3 separate regions of the Mus musculus genome follow, and regions 2 and 3 are each linked to region 1. A link is a contact called in public HiChIP or PLAC-seq and promoter capture Hi-C data. All regions are on one chromosome and are shown on one strand. Each heading gives the region's core, a stretch centred on a gene start, on an enhancer-like site or on the middle of the called end of the contact. The rest is flanking DNA. Distances are from core to core; before and after follow the strand shown. Region 1 holds the start of Cyp4v3 (cytochrome P450, family 4, subfamily v, polypeptide 3). Region 2 holds the start of Pdlim3 (PDZ and LIM domain 3). Region 3 holds the start of Ccdc110 (coiled-coil domain containing 110).

The links. Promoter capture Hi-C pulls out the DNA fragments that hold promoters and counts their contacts. HiChIP or PLAC-seq counts read pairs in DNA pulled down with a chosen protein or histone mark.
Region 2: a promoter capture Hi-C map of stem cell-derived epiblast-like cells shows a contact between it and region 1, with 2.1 times the contacts expected there. The contact joins the promoter of Pdlim3 here to the promoter of Cyp4v3 in region 1. A contact is called at or near these places in 2 of 39 promoter capture datasets (embryonic stem cells and stem cell-derived epiblast-like cells) and 1 of 115 datasets of contacts at active chromatin or transcription factors (bone marrow-derived dendritic cells).
Region 3: an H3K27ac HiChIP or PLAC-seq map of bone marrow-derived dendritic cells shows a contact between it and region 1, with 8 times the contacts expected there. The contact joins the promoter of Ccdc110 here to the promoter of Cyp4v3 in region 1. A contact is called at or near these places in 10 of 39 promoter capture datasets (the 3T3-L1 cell line, cranial neural crest, embryonic stem cells and 5 more), 5 of 15 datasets of contacts at CTCF or cohesin (embryonic stem cells, hippocampal excitatory neurons, large pre-B cells and 2 more), 19 of 484 Hi-C or Micro-C datasets (the AtT-20 cell line, CD4 T cells, the MC3T3-E1 cell line and 13 more), 8 of 115 datasets of contacts at active chromatin or transcription factors (a beta-TC-6 cell line, bone marrow-derived dendritic cells, bone marrow-derived macrophages and 4 more) and 3 of 9 other capture datasets (adipose tissue, embryonic stem cells and liver).

Annotation. Positions count from the first base shown.
Region 1 is chr8:45,331,895-45,334,594 of GRCm38.p6, reverse strand. Cyp4v3 (cytochrome P450, family 4, subfamily v, polypeptide 3) reads left to right here and starts at 1,432. Exons shown (of 11, transcript NM_133969.3): 1 at 1,432-1,830. The coding sequence starts at 1,617. All of the region lies in intron 3 of Gm30504 (a long non-coding RNA gene), which reads right to left.
Region 2 is chr8:45,884,132-45,886,831 of GRCm38.p6, reverse strand. Pdlim3 (PDZ and LIM domain 3) reads right to left here and starts at 1,345. Exons shown (of 8, transcript NM_001374652.2): 1 at 1,160-1,345. The coding sequence starts at 1,252.
Region 3 is chr8:45,933,288-45,935,987 of GRCm38.p6, reverse strand. Ccdc110 (coiled-coil domain containing 110) reads right to left here and starts at 1,369. Exons shown (of 7, transcript NM_001033246.3): 1 at 1,274-1,369; 2 at 824-970. The coding sequence starts at 1,283.

The DNA.
Region 1 (2,700 bases), core at 183-2,682:
TGTTTTATGAAATATATTAATGTTCTACACTAGTGTGGATACATACACTATATAACATGCTACTTTGAATACTTACGATAATGTAACAATGTATATTTTGCTTCGTCATTTGTTTTCTTTTGCTCTTTCACTTAATGTTTTATGAACTTCTTTTCCTGACAGTACACACCAGATGGCTCTTTTGTAAAAAGTAACTGCAGGGGTGGGCAACATGGCTCAGCTGGCCAAAGAGCTTGACACCAAACTTGACCACTTGCGTTTGAGCCTCCAAAACCACATGGTGGGTTGTTGTCCTCTGATCTCCATGCTTGCATACAGTTTAAAAAGAATGTAATACGTTTTTAAAAATTCAACTGAGGAAAGCCCTAGATGTGCTTTCTTCAGGTCCCAGAGGCCACACGGGTGTTTGTGGGCACACCATGCAGTCTCTGTATGAAAATAACATTCTCAAGAAAATGAGAATCCAGGGCATCTGTGGATTTCAACTTTCTTGGCACTCTCCCCAGTGTGCAGTAGGCAAGGGCACTTCTCATCCTGCCCTTTGGTAAGGACAATGGGGTGTAGAACAGGGACTCCTGTTCAGGCTGGAGACCTCCATGGGTAGCTAGTAAATAACTTTGCTAGCTTCTTCTTTCTGGCCTTTCCCTTTCTGCAGGCTTGGCATTTTAGCTTCACTTTGACTGTGCCCCATTACTGTTGCCAACCCTCCTCATAGCATGCCTTCTTCCACCCACTTCTGAGCCCCTCCATCCCCACCCTTGTTCTCTCTAGTTCTGGCTTTCCTTGATCAGAGAATGTTTAGGGAAGTGCTAGACTGTGTTCTCCTTTAGTTCTGGTGATTCAGTCTGTCAGCTGACACTCACTGGATACGTGGCTTCCCTAAACTTCTAGGTCATGGGAAGGCGGTTGCTGTGCCGGACCCTGAAGCAGGGGCCAGAGTGTGTCCGGTGCCCCTGGGCAACCGGCCCTGCCCTAGGGCAGCAACTGATGCAGGTTTGCGCAAGGGCTAGTTGAATTTAGAATTCCAAAAACTGCCTTTCGACACCGAGGACTCTTCATTTGAATTTTTTAAAACAGACTGCTTATGAGATCTGTAATCCTTCCACAAAGCAAGGGAGTTGCAAAATTCTTAACAGCCCACATTAGCCGGCCCTAGGGTGTCCGGAACTGGCGATGCGAATTTCTAGTTTCTTCTCCATCCCGAAGCTACCCTAAATTCGACTTCCTCCGCCATCCTCATCTTTCCACACCGTGAGCTTTCACGTGCATTCTGAACTTCAGAGCTCAGAAGTTGTTCCGGTCTTTCGCTTTCGCCTTGAACCCCAGTGGCTGGCGCGTAGTACGCAGACTCGTGCAGGGCATCACAACAAACCTGCGGGAGCTTTCCCCGCCCCCTCGGAAAGTTTGTCCCCAGGGCGTGGTGCAGACGCTACAGATTTTCCCAGCTCCAGAGCTGGAAGATCTGAGAGGACCTGGTGTGCCCCGGGGGTTCTTTTTCCTGAGCCCTGAGCCGGGAGCTTGGAGTTCCCGAATTTGTCCCTCCCTCCTCTGCACCCGGCAGCGACTGGTCGCCACCTTCTCACTGGCAATCCAGAGGGAAGAGGGGAATCAGAGAGATGTTGTGGCTGTGGTTAGGGCTCAGTGGGCAGAAACTATTGCTTTGGGGCGCAGCGAGCGCGGTCTCCCTGGCCGGCGCCACTATCCTGATCAGCATCTTTCCGATGCTGGTAAGCTACGCGCGGAAATGGCAGCAGATGCGGTCAATCCCGTCGGTGGCCCGCGCCTACCCCTTGGTGGGACACGCGCTTTATATGAAGCCCAACAACGCAGGTATGTGTATGTACAAGGAAGTGTCTACTCCGTCTACTACTCTAACTAAGGCTGTTAGGCGCCTCGTCAGTCAGAGACACCTATTTAATGGACTGCTCCCACTCCCTCCCAACTTTTTCTTGCCACAATTGAGGTCTTCACATCCCTCAGACCTGCTAGGAGAAAGAAGAAATCTTCCAACCTCCACACCCCCACCCCTCCAACTCACCCTTACCCTCCAGGGAGTAAGTTCCTAATTCTCCCCATACCCATTTCCACTCTAGTGCCTGCCAAATTGCTTTGTGCCTCCCATCCTATAACGAGCATAGCAAACATACATATGTGTATATAGCATGTGTGTATAGAACAGGTTACAGTCTTTCCAAGTAAAATTAATTGATTGATATGCAGTTAAAATCCTCTTGGCCTTTGTAGATCAATCCTTCTGAGGAAGTCTTTCAAGGCCACTTCAGCAGACTCTACTGCCAAGGGCCTTGAAGTAAATTTATATGGCTAGGTTCAAAAATCTTACTTATTGGAGAGGTTTTTGTCGTTATTGTTGTTGGTGGTGTTTTTTAAACCTGAAATAATTTTAAAGAAATGTTTTATGCAAAAAAATTTTGTTCTTTTGCTTTAGAAAAATACCTAAAGTCAGAAAGTTCTTAAAAATAGTGGTATCTGTGGTTCCCTGTTAGAGATAGTGTATTCAGTCTTAACACTTAATCTTCATGGCTGTGTAAGCCTGGACATCCAGAACTGAGAAGAGACTTCCAGATGGCACATTTTAAAAGAACCTACACCAGATCCTACCTTTTCTTCAGATTAACTATTAATAGTTGTTTTACGGGCTGACCATCAATTTTAAATCTTCTTTAATATAGGTTTTAATAT
Region 2 (2,700 bases), core at 96-2,595, 550 kb before region 1:
AAAAACACATGTCAGATGTGTTTACATGTTTTTTTGAAAAATGTAAAACAAAGCTTGAGATGAGCCGTTGTATGCAACCCTATGATACACGCTTTGGGCTTCTTCAAAAGCTTAGGGCGCCACAAATAATATTAATGTGTGTACAGTGCCCTATTCAAAACCTGTGATTGATCAGGTTATAAAGCATGTATTCATAAAATATAGCATGAGCAGAGAAGCATAAAATAAGAAAACCATAACACTTGGAACATAAAATGATAACATTTAAAAGTTTGTGCTTTCACGTTTCGAACGGCTTGCATGAGTAACTGAAAAGATTGCTTTCAAAAGTTGAGGAAGTTATCAACTAGATGCTTAACAATTACTCTAGAAATTTGCTGACAGAAAAGGAACCCTGGGTTTCATTTTTACACCCTCCTTCTTGTTGGGTTCTGCTTAAGATACCCTGGAATAAGGCAGTTTGGTTTTTTGCTACTACAGTCTTCCTTTTTAAAGTTATTAGACTGAGTGGTTGCTCTCTATCAGGTAAACTATAGCCCAGGTTTTCTTTGCAGTTTGAGTTATAGGTAATGCTTCGTCAGCCAAGTTCCAAGCTTTGGAAAAATATTTATCCAAAATGCCTGGAAACGGAGGAATACACATTAGTAATATTTTCCCTGTCTGGCTGATATGAGAGGTTCCGACTTGGCCAGTCCAAGCTGTGCCCTGAGAACAGTACCCTGCTGAAGTTCCCATCCAGGCAAGAAAACTGCTCAGATGCAAGTGTAGAGCCACCAAATAACCACTAGAGTGACACCTCTTTCTTGCTCTCCATATCTGATGTGTGTGTGTGTGTGTGTGTGTGGTGGGGAGCCAAAAGCACCCCTCAGCTATGGAGCCCTCCTCTGAGCCCAGCACTGTCAGTTGACCTTTCTGGCTAATGTGGCTGGGGACCAAGGAAAAGGGATGCAGAGTTTGTGAGCTGCCTTGATTAAATCTCAGAACTGCTTTGCATCCTCCAGCTTGTTGCTGAAGTCTAACTGGGAGCCAGAAGCTCAGGCCCCCGCCAGTGCACCATCCTGCCTCCCTCCCTGGGTCTCTTGGTTTCTCTCTTTAACTCCAGGGCTACTCTCGGATGCCAGGTGACCTGTAGCACAAAATCAGAATGGAAAACACCTACCCTGGTGATGACCAAAGGCTGATTGAAGTCTATGCCCCCAGAGAGTCTGAAGCCCCAGGGCGCAGGACCCGGGAGAACTACGTTCTGGGGCATGGTGCCTTCCCTCGAGTGGGTCCAGCGACGGTGGCTCTGCAAAGCGCTTGTCTCGGAACCGGACAACCTACTTAGCTCCTGGGGCTGCGACCTAACTGGGAATGCTGTCCCGGAGATTTATCCCTGCTGCGAGTGACGTCACTGGCCTCCCCTCTTCCCCGCCCCCTCCCACCAAGGAGAGCTCCAACTTTGGAAGTGAGAGACAGCGCCTGGTCAGAGGCGCTCCCAGCTGGGTGCAGTCGCCCAGACCTCTCCCCGCCCAAGGAGGCTTCGGGTTACAGCTTCCATCATTCCATTAAGTAACACCTGTCCTCCTGTTTATCGTCTACTTGCTCAGCGGTGCACTTTACTGGGAAGTTAAAAGCAATCACACCGCAGCCTCTATGCTTTCAATTAAAATAAAACCCAAGCACAACCAGGCACTTAGGAATTTAGCAGTTTTGTGCACGCGTTGATGTTCTCTCTTAGTATCTAGCTTTGGTCAAGTTAAAGTCTTCATTTCTTTCGGCTGTAAAAACAGGAGTAATTATTGTACTTGTAGGAGTATTGGAAGGATTTGGTGGCAATAAAATGAAATGTTTCTGTGCAGCGCCCCGCACAGCATAAAAAACAAAAAAAGTCGAGTATTTCTATAATTAAAATATATGTTCCCACGCAGATTGTGCTTGTCTTTGTGATACAGAAATGACTTTGTTATCTGTGAAGTTTACGCTCGGAATCACCCCCTCTTTTGCCCTGCTTACCCCTCAATATCTCACCGCGTGCTAAGTACGTTTCGTTTTAAGTTTGGGCTACATTCACAACTATCCCAGCCGCAGGCGGCAGCACACTGCTTAGACTCTGCATGTTGGACACGGCTGTTTAATACATGGAGGCAAGAGTCAGGACGCCTCTCTGGATGCTGCAGCCAAAATGAAGGTGTCTGTGGGAGTGGGAGTAAAGGGGACCCAGAGCAGAGCACTTGCAATAGAGCATTCTGTTCCGATGTACTGGGAGAAAAGAAAAAAGTGATTTAAGAACCCGTAAATGGAAGGAATCCGTCTGGGAAAGTGGAAACGGCAGAAGGTCACCAAGGAGATTTGTTGGTCACCTCTGTGGTCCAGGTGTGGTAATGATTGCTTTACCTGTGTCTTTGTGCCTTTGTTTTGGCTGGTGTCATTTCTCAGGCTGGCGAATAGCTTCTCTGAATTGGAAGAGCTCACATCAAATCCTATAGCTAACAAATGGTAGAAGTAAAATAAACAATCCAGGTTAGCTCAACTCGAGGGTCTGCTTGGACCAGGAGGAGAGGTGTGTGTGTGTGTGTGTGGGGGGGGGGGGTCTGGGTAGCATCCTGGTTTAGATGTAGTGTAGAATCAAGTGTATCTGGTGCTATGGGTTAGGATGCTCTGATTCTTAAGAAGAGAGGCAAGGATGGGGAAAGAGAAGTGTGAATTGCCTAAAACCCG
Region 3 (2,700 bases), core at 120-2,619, 600 kb before region 1:
CTGTGGAGTATCACAGGAGTATCAGTCATCTACTGTGTTTGAGGTGAACTCTTCTTATTTGCTGCTGTGTTCATGAGGCTAAATGGTCCATGGCTTCCCGGATTCTGTCTCCCCTGAGTCTGACCTTTACAGGGGATTCGAGCTGATGTTTGCCCAGTAAGAACTTCACTCCTGAAACCATCTCCTCAGCCTCTAAGTGCAACACACATGCGCTTGCCGTATTGAGGCGACTCCAGCTTTTCTGACCTTTGTTGAGCGCAGGGGTAAATACTAGGCTATTTAAATGTCTTTAACCATCTGTGATGGTATTTAGTCTCGTTACCCTGCCCCACTTTGCTGGTTCCTCAGGGAAGATTACAGGTCTTCATGCCTGGTAACAGAGGAATACAGAAAGCGATGGTCTACTCATCCTCCATGTTCTCCATCTTCAATCAAGTTGACTTTTATCAGGGGAGGTGTGGCCTTGCATTGGCTAACGTGTGAAAAGGAACCCAGTCCCATGTCTACTCCATCAATTCTCTCTGCCTCACCTGGGGAACTCACGATTGGGGTCCCACCCATCAATCTAAAAGCCACCTTTGCTCATAAGTCCTGGCTCCTTCTCTTGATGTCCCACTGTGCACCCATGTGAGAGGGGTGCTGTCCCTTTGGGCTTCTCTTCAGGAAGTGAGATCCCAATGGCAGTGTTCTGTGGTCCTCAAGTTACTCTACACATCTGAGTCTTTGTTTATCGGAACTCGTGGCTGTTTGAATTCTTTCAAATATCCTCCCCATGCTATAGCTCATTTCCCACCAATATTTACTGCAAAAACGTAGATTTTACCTGGTTCATTGCCCCCGCTTTCCTTTACCCCCTCAGAGGAATTCAGGATCTTGGATGCTGAAAGGAGAATGGAGTCAACTTCATCTTCTTCCGCGAGGTGCTTCTCTGGAACAGACCCGAGCACAGCTTTTGGAGCTGGAAGGTAGCCTGGGAAGGTGAAGAAGCGAGGCACGGACATTCGGGTCGCCCACGCCCTCTGTGGCCACCAGAGGGCGCGCTATGATCAGGTAGAGATGTCAACTCTGCAAATAGGGGTGAAGGCGGCATCCCGCCAGGGGGCAGGCGAGTGCTTTCTCACTGAGCAGGGGATTTGAGGTCGGGAAGATAACGCACACCAGACCCATCCGGAAAACTCCGGAGGCTTTGGGATGAAGGGACATGGGTGTGGTTCCACTATCCTCCATTTCCCAGAGCCTCCCTCTAGAGGACAGCCTCCCGGATCGTTCTTACCGGGGCTCATTTCTGTCGCTTAAGATCTCTCCACCAACTGCCTTGCCCCAAGCATTCAGCTCTGCCGCTTCTAGCCGCAGCATCCCGTTGCCTAGTAACGGAGGTCGGGGGGGGGGGGAGCCCTGCCCACCCCCACCCTTTTCCGGAGCTGATGCAGACGATGTGATTGGTTTTCATTTATATGAAGTGCACTGATTTTCCTGTACACTTGATAAAACACTTGAAAAAGGCGGGTGCTTCCCCGGGAAGCAGAGCTTGAGTGACTGGTTAGAAAACACGAGCTTTTAAGTAAAAGTTTTCAATAAATACATATGACTTATTTTTGCAAAATCAGTTATCTCAGATAGAATATACAGTCATTGAGAACTGAATTTTAAATCACTGTGAGTAGGAATTGACAGCCACTATGATGTAATAATTTATTACTTAATAAATTACACCTGGCTTACTTTCAGGGAAGAGGCATGATGGTTTAATGTTCATGAGCTATAATTTCTTATTTTCTGGAGCAATGGTTTTTACAAGACTCGACAGTCTTTTTTTTTTTTTTTTTGGTCGCATTGGACAGCTTTAATACATTTAAATTTTTCAGCCTAATACATCTGTTAAACCACTATTCTAAAGAAAATAATATAGTTCATCAAATGCTGGGTATTAATGTAACAATGAAATATTATGTGACAACTCTAATTTGTGGATGGTGACGGTGAGTATTGGCTATTACATAGAAATCACCTGGAGATTTTCATGAGATGACTAAGTCACAACAGTTGGCATAGACTGTAAAACAAAATGATAAGTGTTTGCAATGTTAACCTCAATTTTAATCTGTGCACTGGTCTCAGCAGAAATCTACTTTTATTTTAGGATAACTTCTCAGTTAATCTATCAGAAAAATGACCTTTAGTAGAAAAGGTTTAAGTTTTAAAGATTTATTAATTTGTTTTGTGTGTGTGTGTGTGTTGTATGTGTGTGTGTGTGTGTGCATGCAGGTATGTATGTATGTGTTTGTGTGTGTGTGTGTGTGTACATGAGTGTGGAAGTCAGAGACTTATGCTGTATTTATTTATTGAGATCCACCTAAAGTTTTTGGAGCAGAGTATTTTGCTGCGCCTGGAGCTCACAGACAGTCTCTATTGTTTGGTCAGTGAGCCCAAAGGGATCCTCAATGTGGACAAAGGGCGACAGACATGTGCACCATGTTGCCCCTGGCCTTTTACCGTGGACATCAAACTCAGGTTCTCATGCTTGTGTGGTAAGCCATTCGCCAACTATCTGCCTGTCCTCCTGGACTATTAAGAGCAAATTGCTGACTTCATCCCATCTCTCCTGAACATTTGGGTGTGTATTTTATAAGAATACTGAAAAGAAGCACAATACACTGTTAATATTCAAGATTAGTGCTGATGCATAGTCACCCTATAGCT